Linked DNA regions of Anas platyrhynchos: region 1 is linked to region 2. A link is a contact called in public Hi-C data. All regions are on one chromosome and are shown on one strand. The core of a region is the stretch at or near the end of the contact, and the rest is flanking DNA. Distances in the headings are between cores, read along the strand shown.

The links. Hi-C and Micro-C count contacts between places; a contact is called where the count stands out from the background.
Region 1: a contact with region 2 is called in a Hi-C map of liver, with 4 times the contacts expected there. The contact joins the promoter of GSAP here to the enhancer-like site in region 2. A contact is called at or near these places in 2 of 8 Hi-C or Micro-C datasets (liver and skeletal muscle).

What each region holds. Positions count from the first base shown.
Region 1 is chr1:12,947,841-12,950,540 of IASCAAS_PekinDuck_T2T, forward strand. It overlaps GSAP (gamma-secretase activating protein), which reads left to right and starts at 1,345. Exons shown (of 31, transcript XM_072030397.1): 1 at 1,345-1,485. The coding sequence starts at 1,401. It overlaps LOC106015179 (a long non-coding RNA gene), which reads right to left and starts at 1,295. Exons shown (of 3, transcript XR_002399365.4): 1 at 1,157-1,295; 2 at 765-909.
Region 2 is chr1:12,898,520-12,901,219 of IASCAAS_PekinDuck_T2T, forward strand. The region is part of intron 1 of PTPN12 (protein tyrosine phosphatase non-receptor type 12); the gene reads right to left. Among named protein-coding and RNA genes, the nearest start is that of PTPN12, 13 kb to the right of the region's middle. Within about 2 kb of position 1,407, at least 1 of the 8 cell types and tissues checked has an H3K27ac peak or open chromatin away from gene starts, as enhancers often do.

The DNA.
Region 1 (2,700 bases), core at 95-2,594, 49 kb after region 2:
TGCTTTATGGTAGGCCAATGTAAAATCTGCCAGGTGGCCTCATCCTGGCCTTAACTGAACTCTGTAGCTCTGGGCACAGGAGATTTTCTCCATGTGAAAATTTCCCTTTTTGCACATAGTTAGAGAATCAGTCATTTCTTTGGCTTGGCTTCCCTCCTTTGCTTGCTTCTCTTTTTGAATCAACTCCAAATCTTTTTGAGTCAACTCCAAATACTCATAATCATGAATTATCCCTACCTCATCTCTTACAAAATGCATCCATTTGGGATCTTATCTCTGTTTTCTGTCTCTGAAATAAAAATTCCAGATTCTTGCACAATCACTTGATCCAATGAGCTCTAAGAAAAATGATGATTATGAAAGTTATGATAAACTTGTAAAAGTAGCCAAGGGAATTTGAGAGAAAGCACTTTTGCTTTGCAGCTGATCGTCAACTTGCCTCTCATCTGGATTTTGCAGTTATACCAGATTCTGATCCGGCCTTTATAAAGCTTAGAAAGGAAGGAAAAAGCTTGGTACTGGATTACCTCTTAGAACTGGTTCAAGCTGTTCTGTACTTGCAGTATGGTAGTTTGGTGTGTGCTATTACAGCCTATCCACTTTTTCTGCCACTTTTAGCCACTGACATCACACAGCACCGGAAGGGAAATGGTAATTACAGGCATGCTATAGATAGCCACGAAGCAGCATCTTATCAGCACTGCGAGTATTTTCAAACGCTTAAAAAAAAAGAACGAAGTCCTGAAGTTCACACTAAGCTTTACCTCCTTTGCTCTTTCACGATTTCAAGGTGGATGAACGGCAGGATCACGCCAGAGAGGCCTGAGAGGACAGCCTGAGGTCCGAGCTGGGCTGCAAATGCTGTTTGTAGAGACTCAGCCTGACTGAGGAACAACTGCAATGTGCAATCTGGGAAAATAGGGACTGTTAATGGGAAACGCCTAACACTTCTGAGCTGAATGTGAGCCTGGTAATGATGACCAGAGCCTTTTAACCAGCGGCCACCAGCTGACTACACTTTGACACTGACTCCACAGGCAATTCCTCACGGCGCTGTGAGTCAGCCGAGCTTATGAACAGCAGAGATACACCACGGAGGAGCACTGCCTCCAGCTCCAACACACAACCCACAGCCCGCGGCTCCCCCTGCACTCACACCCACACGGGAACAAGCTCCACATCCCCGCTCCCCGGCGGGGGCCGGAGCGAGGCGGGCCGGTGGCTGAGCGACACCAGGCGGGCCCAATGCGCTCCGAGCTGCCCCGAGGGGCCGGCCCGTGGCGGCGGCCGCCCCGTCAGGAGCCGGCTGGGGGGAAGCGGGCAGCGGCGAGGCCGGAGCGAGGAAGGGAGGGGGGGGAGAACGGGGCCGCCCGATGGCGGCGTGAGGAGGCGGCGCCGCCATGTTGCTGCACCTGGCGGCCGAGTTCGACCTGCAGAGGGATGTGGGGCCCTGGCTGGCCGAGCGGGGTTGGGCTGCGGCTCTAGGTAACGCCGCGGCGGGGGGCGCCGAGGAGAGCCCCGGCATTTCCCCTTTCCCTCCTTCTTCCCCTCCCCTTCCCCTCAGCGCCGCGGGTAATGGCGGCGGCGTTGGGCTGCCCCCGGCCGGGACAGGGCGAGCCTAACCTCGCTGAGGGGGGCTCCGCCCGCGGGTCCGTGCAGCTGAGGGTGGGGGGGGGGGCGACAGTTTTGCGGGTTTCAGGGCGCTTTTTACACCCCCAAAGCTCTTCTGCACCTCACAGCGAGATTCTTCTTCCTCGACTCTTTTTCGTTTTCTCAAAAAGTATTTTTTTTTTTATTGTTATGCCCGCTTCTCCCACCCTCCTACCCTTTCTGAGGAGAGAACCCCCCGCCACCTCCCCCCCAGCCAAAAATAAATAATGAAAAACAACACTTTTGTCTGCGCGGTGAAGGAGCGCTAATTAAAATTAGGTAGCGTTGGGTGTCACGCCATAGGGCAGTAGCGAAATTAGTGAGCGCTTGGTGTGGTGGTGGTTGGAAAAAAAAAAAAAACAAAAAAAAAAACAAGAATGACCCCACTGTATTCTGGGCCCTGTGGTTTTTCACTTGTGTTTGTTCTCATTCATCTGTAGGCAAGTGAGTTCAGCACTTTTTTTTTTTTTTTTTTTTTTTTTTTTTTTTTTTTTCTTCTCAAAAACTGATGGAAACTGTAGTCTAAAAGAGAGAGTTGCAACCCCATAACAATTGCTTCAATAGAAATAGATGGTGGTTGATGCGCCATGTCGGGAACTCCAAACCTCAAGTCCTTCGGTTGCATTAGCTAACTTGCCTCACGTGTCAGGGGGCTGTTATCAAATACTTCTTCAGAGCTTCTTTGTTGTAAATCAAAAATTATATATTTTTTTTGGTTTTATAAAAGCAAAGTTAATGGCCAGGCTGTCTCTGACGAAATCCGTTAAAAGTTATTTCACGGATACAAGGCAGTTTACTGACAAACAGTCAGTGCGCTATCCCCTGAAGGGTTTTGAGGTAAAACTCTGAAAATCTTGGAACGTAATCAATTCACCTGTGCATCTGTGTCATAAAGATATCAGAAAGGTGATGAATTGTGTTTGGGGGAGGGACAATGGCTTCAAGCTTTCTCAAATGCAATGCAGACTCATTTGTCAGTAATTGCACCTGATAATACGGAGTATTAGATTGGAAGGCGCATCTGAGCCAGTACTAACTTTTCCGTATTGT
Region 2 (2,700 bases), core at 157-2,656:
CTACGGCCGCCAACAAATCAGGAGAGACACCGGGCAGATTAGCATCACAAAGCCCACTGTCTGCAGAAACTGGAGTTCTGCCTTGTTTGATTGCAAATACTGGTGACAATTCCTGGCACAAACAGAACTGCTACCCTTTTGCTGCCTCTTTCAGCTCGGTGGATTGCTCAACATGCATTGCAGAACGAGCAGCAGGCTGCTAACCTGCTAACGCAAAGAAGCTGCAAATACCTTGTGGAGTTGACGCTGCATTTTAGCGAGCTGAAATAGGAAGGCATCTCCTGCCTTTGACTGTATCCTCCTAAAGCTTTTGCTCTTCACTGCTTTTTTTCTCCATCAACAAAGTTTTGATCTCCTGAAAGAACAACTGAAATTTACAGCATCTTACAGAGCACTGAACTTGCAGCTGTCAAAATCAGAGGACCAACACTTAATTACACTTTTAGCCAACGGAAAAGTTTGTGAAACCACCAGTCACGGCTCCTCAGGGTGACAAAATAAGTAGATGAAATAGAGCAAACGAGGAAAGTTGCATTACAGTTACTTCCTCAGAACAGATCTATCACAGCTGCGCTTGGAAAGGCTAGACAAGAAAGAATGGAATCTAGAATTTTAGATTAAGATAGGAAATAGTAAAAGCAAGCAAAGCATGGGTTTCTTTTTTGTTAAAAAAAAAGGAAAGTGATGCTACATAGTACTGAATAGCTTATATGAAAGAGGTTGCATTGCTATTTATACTCATTAAATAACTACTTGACTTGCTTTTTGGTTTGAAAACAGGTAAATCTTCAGTCAGCAAAAAATAAAACCTCTAAAATCCTAACGAGGCTACTGCCTACTACAGTATTTCTGGCAAGGAAATGAGCTAGATAATGTGTGCAGTTTGGATTGGGGTGAAAAAATTGTTTCCAAATACCAGAACACCCCACACTTAGTAAAATGTTTTAAGTAAGTAGGACACAGTTTTCTCAACCTTATTTTCCCTCGATGCAAGCGGCAGCATTCCAAACAAAAATCAATAATTTTAAAATACCTCGATTTCATTTCAACAACCAGTTAAGCATCTGCTGCAGCCTGACTTTAAAGAACAGCAGCATTTTTCTAAAGCTCTCGCCTCCTTAATCCTTGTGTGCTGCCTTCCCTTAAAGGCCACCTTCTTCTCATTCCCAGTTTCTAGCATCACGCATCAGTATTCCAAGGGGTAAGGAGAATGGCAATTAATGCTAATGAGCCCAGACAGGAATACACATTTGTCCTTAAGAGACAGTAAGTGCATGACAAGTAATAGGATGAGACATGCAGCATTACTACCTCCTGGCTTTAAAATGCAAACTACAGGAAGGCTTACAGGGCGGCCAAAATGAATCCAGTCACAGCAGCAGTGATTTATCAGCGTCTCACCAGGACACAGCATGCCTTGTGGCGAGCAGCACCTCGTGTCTGAACGCCGATGCACACGCTGCTTGAGAGAAGGTTGCACCACGACCCCAGTGCAAACTGCACTGCTGTTCTCTGTGTGTCAACTGCGCCCTTGTAGCTGCCAGGTTTTAATGTTTATTTCAAGATAGTCAAATGAGTTCTTTGGGAACCTTGGTGAAAACCAAGCTTGGACAATATGGTTCAATATTAGGGCTCCTCTTTGTGAGGAGACAGATCCATAAGCAACTGACTGGTCCAATGCTAACACTGGAAAGTTAATCCTGGTGAAATGAACAGGCCATAACATGAAAACTGATAGGGAAGAGTGTGCATGATGATTCTTACCAAGGCCCTTTCCAATGCAAATAAAGAAAGCCCAACTGAGACAAAAAACAGACTTACATTCACAATAACTCTGGAGAAGCCATTTCAGTCCCTGAAGCTGCTTTTTACCAGTCTGGTTAAGCTTCACTGTCCTGCTTCCCAGGCTTCTTGCCTCACTGTCCAGAGCTCACACACTAAGATTTTTACTTATTAAACACGTTGATCAGAGCTAAACAACATTTGCAAGCTAACTTTCTGTTGAAAAGGATAATAAAACCAACAAAATGCATGGCTAAGCTGTTCTGTACTGAGTTTAAAACCACCCTCAAACAGGGCAGCCAGCTGTACATGGGCCATTTAGTTCAGTAAAACAAACAGGACAAAAAAAAAAAGACTCATTACCTTCCCTCTTATTATAACCCAACAACTGATCAAGCAATTAATGCTTGCGCAGCTGAAAAGGGTACCAAACTACACTACAATTACTTGCCTTCAGTTCCTTAAATCCATAACCTGTATAAGCTAATGCTTGTTCTGAAGAATTTCCTGGCTAAAGGAAGACAAAGATGAGGATGGACAAGGACATTGAACTCATTCACACCGTTTTCCACTCTCTTCTTCCACTCGCCCCGCAATGGCATCACCATTCCCAAAACAGTAACAACCGATGGCTTAAATATGAGGAAGCCATCCCAGCACTACAGTGGTAAGAATAGGAGTAAAGTGGAAAGGAAAAGAGAAGCCTTCAGAAGCAGAATGAAACCAAAATATCCAAGACAGCTCTGAGCTGAGATGTGCTGAATCAAATACACAGGCTGTAATTTGCGTACGATCTGACACACGTACTAAGCCCAGTGGAAAACGACACACTTCGCCGGGGTGATCCAACTACTGGCTGACAGAAACGTACAATTCCCAAAGGGCATCTTGTTTATACAGTGCTCAGAAGCCAGATCC